Regions from separate parts of the Mus musculus genome. Here region 2 is linked to region 1. Evidence: chromatin contacts called from public HiCAR-type data. All regions are on one chromosome and are shown on one strand. The core of a region is the stretch at or near the end of the contact, and the rest is flanking DNA. Distances in the headings are between cores, read along the strand shown.

Evidence for each region. HiCAR-type assays count read pairs that join an accessible place to other places.
Region 2: a contact with region 1 is called in a HiCAR-type map of astrocytes, with 2.1 times the contacts expected there. The contact joins the enhancer-like site here to the promoter of Dync1h1 in region 1. A contact is called at or near these places in 7 of 39 promoter capture datasets (the C10 cell line, the HPC-7 cell line, cranial neural crest and 3 more), 1 of 15 datasets of contacts at CTCF or cohesin (the NIH/3T3 cell line), 4 of 484 Hi-C or Micro-C datasets (CD4 T cells, CD8 T cells, the HPC-7 cell line and 1 more), 12 of 115 datasets of contacts at active chromatin or transcription factors (the 230-238 cell line, the SCID.adh cell line, astrocytes and 7 more) and 3 of 9 other capture datasets (adipose tissue, liver and pancreatic islet).

The regions. Positions count from the first base shown.
Region 1 is chr12:110,599,192-110,604,382 of GRCm38.p6, forward strand. It overlaps Dync1h1 (dynein cytoplasmic 1 heavy chain 1), which reads left to right and starts at 2,204. Exons shown (of 77, transcript NM_030238.2): 1 at 2,204-2,663. The coding sequence starts at 2,414. It overlaps Gm35558 (a long non-coding RNA gene), which reads right to left. Exons shown (of 2, transcript XR_381950.4): 1 at 1,562-5,191; 2 at 1-1,173.
Region 2 is chr12:110,899,607-110,904,295 of GRCm38.p6, forward strand. All of the region lies in intron 2 of Tecpr2 (tectonin beta-propeller repeat containing 2), which reads left to right. Among named protein-coding and RNA genes, the nearest start is that of Tecpr2, 13 kb to the left of the region's middle. Within about 2 kb of position 2,660, at least 37 of the 459 cell types and tissues checked have an H3K27ac peak or open chromatin away from gene starts, as enhancers often do. A contact at or near this core is called in the SCID.adh cell line and astrocytes, where this site is marked.

The DNA.
Region 1 (5,191 bases), core at 954-3,453:
GATAGGATGATTGCTCAAGTTTGAAGTCAGCATGTACTACATACATGCTGAGTACCAGGCCAATCAGGGCTACATGACAAGACCTTGAAAAACAAAAGTCCAATATGGAATTCAGAGAAGGGGTATTTGGAAACACAGCCTGGAGGTGCTGGTTTGACAGTGGTCCCACTGAGAGATTGTGTGCTCTCTAGGGCTTGAGAGAGGGGGCAGAATACAGAGAATGAGCCTGACACGGTATCTCAACAGCACGTCATATGGTATTTTAAAGAGATGTTGGGAATGCGCAAGACCTCTACACAGTGTATCACAAATTTATGACAAAGTTGTATGTACTCTAGCCGCCACCAGCATCCCTCATCAGGAAAGAAATGCTCTTCCCAGCTCCTCTCAACACTTGAAAGCAGATGCTTTCACAGACAGGAGACTAGAAAGGCCGGGTCCCCACCCAAGATTGGCTGCGTCCTATGCCACGAAGCAGAAGGGCATCTTCAGCCAAGCTCAGCTTCCTCGTTAGCCCTGTCTCAGCCTGGCCAGCCTCTAGGATGGTGCCCTTAGAAATCTCAGCAGCCTGTGTGCAGCAGGTCTGTTCTTACTATATTAAAAAACAAAAACAGAATGTTTATTGAAAAAGCACACAGGTTTGATCCACTTGTAAATCCTTGTAAACAAATCATTTCTGTCTTCTTTGGAATGATAATAATCCAAAGTCTGAGCCTGCTATCTGTCCCCTGGCGTGGAGCCAGGTTGCAGATGAGTGAGTCCTCGGATAACTGAATGACTGCATTTCCCAGGTGCTGACTCACAGTGCAGCCAGTGTGCAATCAGCCCCACACCCACTAAGTCCCTGCAGGTTTCAGAATCTCCGGTCTTTTGTCCTTGTTCCTATCTCTGCAGGATAGGCAGAGGGAAACACTAACACAGCACCTAGTGTCAGGTGGACATTCAGTATTGATCACTGCCAGTACGCCAGCAATTCCACAGTAGCAATTCACCACAGTAGCTTTGGGTCTGTCCTCTCACCTCTGCAAGATTATTTATGACACATTACACCAGGGTGGGCTGATGGAGGGAGAATGGGGATATTTATCTGTTTTCTCTCTCTCTGTCTCTCTGTCTCTCTCTCTGTCTGGCTTCTAGAAGAATCTTCGGGCCTCCATCAGCAGCCTCTGGGACCTGGCACAGGACAATTGTGCAAGGAATAAGCATATTGTAGGGCTTCCCGTATTCCAAAGATGATTTGGGAGAATCAAGTCATACCACCATCATCCCACCAATCAGGACTCAGCTTTCTAACTCGGCATTATTATATTTTTAAAGATCATTTTGGCTTAGTTCCCTCTACCCAATTGAACAGGCAAGTTATGACCTGAACTTTCAAAGGCCAGTTACTAACCCTAAGAAAGTAAGCAAAGAGATTCTGCCCTTCTTGTCCTCCGTGTATGGGAGGAGGGGTGATGGGTCAGATGCAGGGAAACTTAGGAGCAATCTGAGCCCCTGCCTCCTGCCGATCCAGATTCCCGAACCCACAGAGCGGTGGGTGCTGCAGGTATGGGGAGCTTACCGTTGTCAGTGGATTCACTCATGCGTCCTTCTCTTACATCACCCTCGCTTGGTAAATGACACTGTGTTCAGAAGCCAGGTCCCATCGTAGCTTGATGTTCCTACTATCCAGGTTTCTTTTAGCCTACCGTTAGACTGCACTGCAGTTGCTGCTCCACCCATACCTAACCTTCCCTTCCTCAGACGCCAGTTCCTCAGCTAAAATCATCTCCCTTCCACTCTCTCCCTATCCAGTTTAGCGAAGTCATTGTGGGCATGCCCCTCATCTCCTCTGAAAAAACGTCCTCATCTTCCCAATGTGTATCTAATAACGACTGGGCAGTTGGGACTCCAGACTCCATTCATTCAACGGGAGAACTCAGGTTATTAATAGCAATGTCGGGCAGAGGATGAACTCTCACTAAATGTCAATTCTCGTCAATGCATCCTTAAAACACTATTTATGAAGCCTGAGGGGCTGGCTCTGTGATATTCTCTGCCACCTGGCAATGAAGACAGACGCGGTTCCTGGACCACTTTTGCGCAGAGTAATGGGTCCCGCCCTGCCCTCCGACTACAAGTCCCAAAAGGCCACGCGGCGCCGCACATAGCCCCGCCTCCAGTCGCATGCGTAACGTCGCGACGCCGACCGCGAGCGGGCGCCGGTGGCTGCAGCCAGCGGGCGGGGCGGGGCCGGCGGGAGCGGCGGCCTTTAGGGCGGAGCCGGCTCCGCTGTCCGCAGTCGGCCGCGGGTTAGCGGGCAGAGCGTCTCCTGTCGCCGGTTCCCCTCGCTCACTGCTCTCTCGTGCCGGAGGCCGCTCCTCTCGGCTCTCGCTCTCTCTCTTTCTATCTCTCTCCCTTCCGTGGATCCGCCATGTCGGAGCCGGGCGGCGGCGAGGACGGCTCGGCCGGCCTGGAGGTGTCGGCGGTGCAGAATGTGGCGGACGTGGCGGTGCTGCAGAAGCACCTGCGTAAGCTGGTGCCGCTGCTGCTGGAGGACGGCGGCGACGCGCCGGCTGCGCTGGAGGCGGCGCTGGAGGAGAAGAGCGCCCTGGAGCAGATGCGCAAGTTCCTGTCAGACCCGCAGGTCCACACGGTCCTGGTGGAGCGCTCCACCCTCAAAGGTGCGCGGCGCCCCCTCCCCGGTCGCGTGGAGCAGCTAGGGTGCCCGGACCGCCAGCGCCCGCACAGTGGGGTCGCTTTGTCTCCGCGGCTTCTCAAGATGGCCGAGTTGGGTGGAGACAGCGTCTCCCGGTCCCGGCTGGGCACAGGGCCGCATCCCTGCCTCCAGAGTCACATGAGCTTTTTTGGTTTCGATTCGTATCCAAGCTTAGCTCGCTTTGGGAAGAGTGTGTCTAGGACAGCCTAGGTGCTGGCCCTTGGGTGGGCTCGGGGACCGGTGGGTTGGCGGGAGCCGGAGTGGGCAGGCCCTGGTCACCCAGCATCTCTGCTGTCTGCGGCTGCCTACGCGTAGGCCTCCATTGGCCTCGCAGCATCATTGTTGAGTGGGTGTATCTCCCAGTTTTACAAACCAGGAAACTGAGTCCCGTGGCTGGTCCAAGGTCACCAGCTAAAATACAGGACCTTGAGATTAGACTCAGCATATCAGTTTCCAGTCCAAATTGCTTGTTTTGCTGATCATGGCTTGAAATTGTTGCTTAGATGACCCTAATGACAGCTCTGTGACATTTAAGTCTGATTTCAAAGACTTAAGAACTGTTGCTTACCTAGTTGGGGAAGGAGGCAAAGAAGCTGACATGTTCCCGTTGTGTCCTCCAGCAGAGACTCTCACAACATCCCTAGATTGATCTGGAATAGGGGGCTTGCTTGCAGGACTCCTTCCTTCTTGAGGCTTTAAAACCACTTTGTAGCATCTGGGGAACTTGTATGACATGCTGGCGAATGGGTGTGGCATTTCCCTAGGAACCCAGATGTGCTGTTTAAAAGTAAAATAGCCCTTAGGGATTGAAGATGGACTGAGAATATTTGCTAGCAAGTTCCCTAGAGTTCCAAAGGCTGTGTGGTTCCGTTAGAAAACCAGAGTGGCTGTCCTTTCGATAGTTTGTATCGCTTTAAGGCTATTCTTAATTACAAAATGTTCACACAGCCTTGGTTTGGGCCTGCAGTTAGAAGATAGCAGAATATTTTTCTTCAATCTACACACAATGTCTAAAGCATTAGGATGCTATTAGTGCCTGGCTAGTGTTAGTGTGACTGAAGATGGTTTCCTTTACATTGGAGTTTGTATTTATTCCTGCGTGGAAATCTATTTTTGTCCAAAAGACCATGTAACTGTAGAAAATTTGAAACATATCTGAAATGAAAGTCATCTGGAACCCTGCCCCAGCAGGGCCCTGTGAGCCCTTTGATCCCTACTTGCTCTTTTGCGGGGTATGTGAAAATACATTTTATTAAAATACATTTTTAACCTATGTTTTTAACGATTTTGAGTAGTTTGGCCCTAGCTAATTCTTTTATATTCTTTGTTGCACAGTTTGTGTATTGAAATTAGTGATTTCAATATAAAAACACAAAAACCATGAGTCATGATTTCTCTTTACGAAAAAAAATCCCCAAGTTTTTCTCTTTGCTCTGTCATTAGTAATTTGTTCTCCTCATATCTGTCCGTCTTGTATCAAGGGTGGAATGGAACAAGTGTCTATTCAGCAAGGGATGATCCAGCATCCCAGCAAGGTTCCATAATGACTTGCACTTTTGAAAGTTGACTAAGGAATTTGACTGTCTGAGACTGAAATAACTCTTCTGTGTTTATAAAAATCCTGTTTGCATTCCTAGTGATTTAGCATATCATTAATTTCTTGTTCACTTACAGAAGCAAAGGGAAAGATTTTTTTTTATTGATTATTTTATTTATTTACATTTCTTCCCAGTCTCCCCACAGCAACCCCCCCCCCCATCTCATCCTTTTAAATCCAAGTTGATGCCTTAAGGTCTCCTCTGAGTTAGCTTGTGTGTCTTCTGTGCTGGAGATTGAGTCCCGGATGTTGCACATGCACGCCCTTTTGTTGTTGTTGGTTGTTTGCTTGTTTGAGAAGTCTCTCAGTGTAGCTAATGATGGCCTGAAGTGTTGTAGACCAGGCTGACCTCAACTCACAGTTTATCTAATAATCTCTTTCTCCTGGGGGTTTCTAAGCACACAGTCTAACGCTGAACTTTGCACTAGGCCCATACAGTCTCTGGGTCCTTGGCAGGAGGGCTTTGTTTAGGTAGTTCTTAGGAGTTCGAATTGGCTTCTGACAATATACAGGCAATAGTAGATTGCAGTGAGAGGGGAATAAACACCACCAACTGTGATTAGTATATACCGATTTCCTGAACTGAGAAATTCGTTGTTAATCTTAGCCATCCCTCCCTTTTCTCTCTTTTTGTTAAAAAACAAATTCTAGGGTAGCCTAAGGTGAACTCAAACTTGTATGTAGCCAGGGATGGCCTTGAACTTCTGATCTTCCTGCCTCTGCCTCCCAAGTGCTAAGGGCATTCACTGCCACGGTCAGTGTTTTACTGTGGTGCTGGGAAAGTCATGAAGGATTCCACAGGTCAGGCAAGCACCTCACCAGCCAAGCTGTGTCTCCAGCCTCTCTTCACTGCTCTACTTTAAAGACATTTCTAAACACTTGTACCAAATATATAG
Region 2 (4,689 bases), core at 1,410-3,909, 300 kb after region 1:
AAGAAAGGATCAGATCAGATTTAAAAAAAAGAAAAAAGAAAACCAGGTGCAGAAGCATGTGTCTGTTACCTCAGAGTGTGTGTGTGTGTGTGTGTGTGTGTGTGTGTGTGTGTGAGAGAGAGAGAGAGAGAGAGAGATCCCTGAAGCTCCTTGGACAGCAACTAGCCAAAATGATGAGGTTCAGTTTTAGTGAGAAACTCCTCTGAAAACAAAGATGGTGAGCTGGCGGAATAGTAGAATAGTGGAAGGAGATAGCTAGTCTCCACAGTGGTCCTTGGGTACTATGGGATATGCACACACACACACACACACACACACACACACATGCATACCCATATGCACACATCTACACTAACAGGTACATACACCACACACAACACAACACATACCACATACCAAACAAAAAGGTGAACAAACAGAAAGGGTGAAATAAATATAGCATTAGTCAAAAATTCAATTAAAATATAATATGTAAGTAAGTTAACAGTAAGAAAATAAGGCTGGAGAGATAGTTTCATGGGTAAAATACTTTCTGAGTCATTTCTTATGGTAGCCCATTTTAGGAGGAATGGAAAGGCCCTGAGCCTGTACGTGTCCATCCTAATTTTCAGTTGGAAGAGTCAGGGTGCATTAGAGTGATGAATGTTTCATTAACTTTAATCTGGTAGTTTCTAAAATGGTGCAGAAATTTGTGTCTCCTTGCAGCTAACAGTGTGCTTGTCTCATGTCTCCCCTTTCCTTTCCTGTGGGTGTAGCGCCAGGGTCTGTGTTAGCCCCTTCCTGTGGTGTCTGATCATTGATATGTTAGTAGCACTGCAACATGGAGGCCCCGTGTGTCCTTACCATGATTGCTTCCATTCATCGATGGCTAGGAATTTAATTTTAAAATATTTTTGATAGTAAGAAATACATATTAGTTGAAAATGGCAGCTCTTGCCTATAATTGCCATACTTAGGAGTCAGAGACAGGAAGATGATATGCGTTTAAAGCCACTGTGGGCAAGCTCCAGGCCAGCCTAAGTTATCTGTCTTGGTTCATTCTCCTAATGGATTCCCTAGGAATGGAGTTACAGATGGTTGTGAGCTGTCTTGTGGGAACCCAGTTTCGTGGAAGAGCAGCCAGTACTCTTAACCTCTGAACCATCTCTCCATTCCCGCAGTTCAGTTTAATTCTAAGTTTGTGTATGAGTGCACATGTGAGATGTATTTTTCCCTTTTTCAGAGAGGGTCTTCTGTGGACTCTCTGTTTAGCCAAGGATATCTTTTTACTGTGCTCCTTCTTCCTGGATCTCCCAAGTGCTGGGACCACAGGCAGCCTCTGGTCTTGGCTTCTATGGTGCTGGGGATCAAACACAGGCCTTCATGTGTACCTCGCTAGCACTGTGCCTACTGAGCTACATACCCAGCCCTCATCTCCCTCCCCACATTTGGTTTTTCCAGACAGGGTCTCTCTGTGTAGCTGTGACTGTCCTAGAACTCACTCTGTAGACCAGGCTGGCTTCAAACTCAGGGATCTGCCCTCCTCACCTCCCAAGTGCTGGGAGTAAAGGCGTGCACCACCACTGCCCAACCCCACATTTGTTTTTCATGGAAATTAACTAATTGATTTTAAAATGTAGATGAAATTATAATGACTAAAATAGTGTATAAGTGCAAAAGAGCCACCTAGGAGACAGTGACCTCCTGGGAAACAAACTTATAAAGCTTCAGTTATGAAGTTATGTGACATTAGCACAAACAGGGACAGATACACAGATAACTTGCACAGGACTGAGAGGGGAGACAACTATAGTGTATTTGGGCGCTAGAGTAGTTGTAGAGCTATATAGGCTGATGATCACGTGTGTGGAATGTTTGAGACCAGAATTGGTTCCAGTTTTTGGGTTTTTGGATTTTGGACTATTTGCATGGATTTTACTGTTTGAGTGTCCTCAATCTAAAAATCCCAAGCCTGAACTACTCTAAAACCTGTTGGACATCATGTTGGCTTTTGGACTAGGCTGGGGTTGGGGCTGGCCAAGCTATGCTACATGATATTTTCCAATACATGGGCTGCAACAATTGGTAAGAACATAGATGGGAAATGAAGCAGGATCCTGCTTCACTGCACGTGGTGGTTTTGTCAACACTTTAGATATTAGGGTATGGGGTGACTGGGTGCTCCAAAGCACTTGCCTGTCTTGTAAGAGTTAGCCCCTGGCAAGGTATGAGGATTATTTCCTGTCACTTGACAGCTAATGCTAATCCTGGCAGCCTAGGTGTCCATCTTCCTGAGTCGTTGCTTTACTCAGTTCTGTCTATGCCTGTGTTCCCTCCTTCTGCCCAGGCATCATACCTTCTTCCATTTTGCAGTGGAGAGTTAAGAAAGTTTTTAAAGGCCGGGCGGTGGTGTCGCACGCCTTTAATCCCAGCACTTGGGAGGCAGAAGCAGGTAGATTTCTGAGTTCAAGGCCAGCCTGGTCTACAAAGTGAGTTCCAGGACAGCCAGGGCTACACAGAGAAACCCTGTTTCGAAAAAAAAAAAAGAAGTGATTCTTATCTTATTTGGCCTTCTTAACCATTTCAGAATAGTTTGCATTTACTGCTGAAGTTTGTTGAGCTTTGGCTCATCACAAGAAGCTTATAATGAAAGCTTTGTCCAGCTTCACGGTTGCCAAGAGCCAGCTCACAAAGAGCACTTTCTCCTGATGTGGTTTTGTCTGTGTATAAAGGAAAAGCAGCCTGCCAAGGTGCCTGAGAAGATGGGTGGTGCCAGCCTAATGCTTTGGTGTGGGTCCAGAAAACCAGTCCAGGTACCTTTTAAATAGAATCGTCCTTAACAATTTTGTTTCGTTTTGAGACAAGGTCTCACTCTGTTGTTCAGGCTAGCTTTGCTTTCATGGCTGTCTTGGCTCAGCCTCTGGAGTACTGGGATTACCAATTTGAACATTCTCACCAGGCTTAACACTTTTGATTACTAGATTTCTGTTTCAGGAGGTTTTGTTGCTAGCCAGAGGACAGCAATATGTGGTGCAGGAAGTTAGGAATGAGGGAAACAGGAGATGGCCAGAGTCATCTTAAAGAAACAGTGAGCTGGGCAGTGATAGCGCAGGCCTTTAATCCCAACATTCAAGAGACAGAGGCAGGTAAATCTCTGTGTGTTTGAGGACAGCCTGGTCTACAGATTGAGTTCCAGGACAGCCAGAGCTACACAGAGAAACCCTGTCTCTAGACAAGACAAAATGAAATGGCAAGTCTGTTTGATGACTAAGGCTGCCAACCTGAGTTCTTTCTGGAGGTTCCACATAGTGGAAGGAGAGATCTTGCTCCTGCAAGTTATCTGTCCTCTGACCTGCACATAGCGTGTACAGTGTGTGTGCACACACATCCCAAATAAATAAATAATGCAAAATAAAATAAGCAGAAGATGTCTCCCAGGCCAGACTGAGAAAGGACTGCTTTTATACCAGAAAAGAGAATGTGACAGAAGGAAGGGAATCATTTGCTATGTCGCTTGGGTAATGGAGAGACCATGTGCTGTGTCCATGGATGGATTGCTTTGTTGGAGGTCTGTGCTGCAAGCAGCTCTTGTTCTGGGACTGTTCTGGTCTGATGTGGGGAGGGATGACCATGACCGTATGTGGCTGATAATCTTGGGATGTGTTCTAGTTTGAAGTGAAGTATTGTTGAAAAAGTAGGGAAAGAGGGTTACCACCAAATCTGATATAGGATGGCGCTAGCTAAGAAGTAGGTTGATGGCATAAGTGCTGTCTGAATACAGATTAATAGTCCTTTTAGGTATGTTAGGATCAGGAAGGTGGCATACGGTTCTTTAAATTGGGTAGATTTATCTGTGAGGGAAAAATATGGGTCTCAAGAGAATAGTCAAGGAGGGAGCCATCTAAAGAGTGGTATCGTTGTCAGCAGTTTATCCTTGGGGTAGTGGTTGTCTGTCTGTCCTGGGAAGCCAATGAGATTATTAGCAAAAGAGGCATGGTTTCTCAGGAGCCACTGGATGTCTGCGAGAGCAAAAGGTAAAATAATTACATTAGATTATTTACTTATAATTTATAAGGTGCACTCTCTTCCTGTCCTTATCATGGTAAATAAAGGGCTGACCTCAGTTAGTAGTGGAGGTGCTCCCCCTATTGGTGCATGGAGCCTTTCTAGAATCCCCTAAGGTTGATATAAGGCTCCAACTACTTTGAGGAAAGAATTGAATATAAGGATCTGGATTGGCTTAATAGACCAAAGGGTCTCCTTGGCTGCTGCTGTCAGAGAGCGAAGAGAGAAGAGGTCTTTGTGACCCTTAAGCAAATCAAATAAAGGCTATAATTGGCTGGTTGGTATGGGGAGCCGAGGTCTAAGCCAATTAATATTGCCTAAAAAGCTTTGAAGGGTATTTAGAGTTAGTAGATTGGGGAAGTCAATGACAGATTTAGCTGGCTGGACTAAGGTTAGTGTGATTTCTGTCCCTAGGAATGTGATGGGAGGATGAGTTGGATCTTATCTTATCATTCTGTTAGAGCTCTTTGGGCCTGTTGTTTAAAATTTTCTAGGGTTAATTTTTGATCTTGCTTTTTATCTTGCCATATTAATAGGTCATCCATGTGATATATACAGAGACCTGATGTAATAAAGAGTTTTAGTGTGTGAGTTACAGGTTCCTGGCAAATGGTGGGACTGTTAGCTATGACTTGAGGGAGTGCC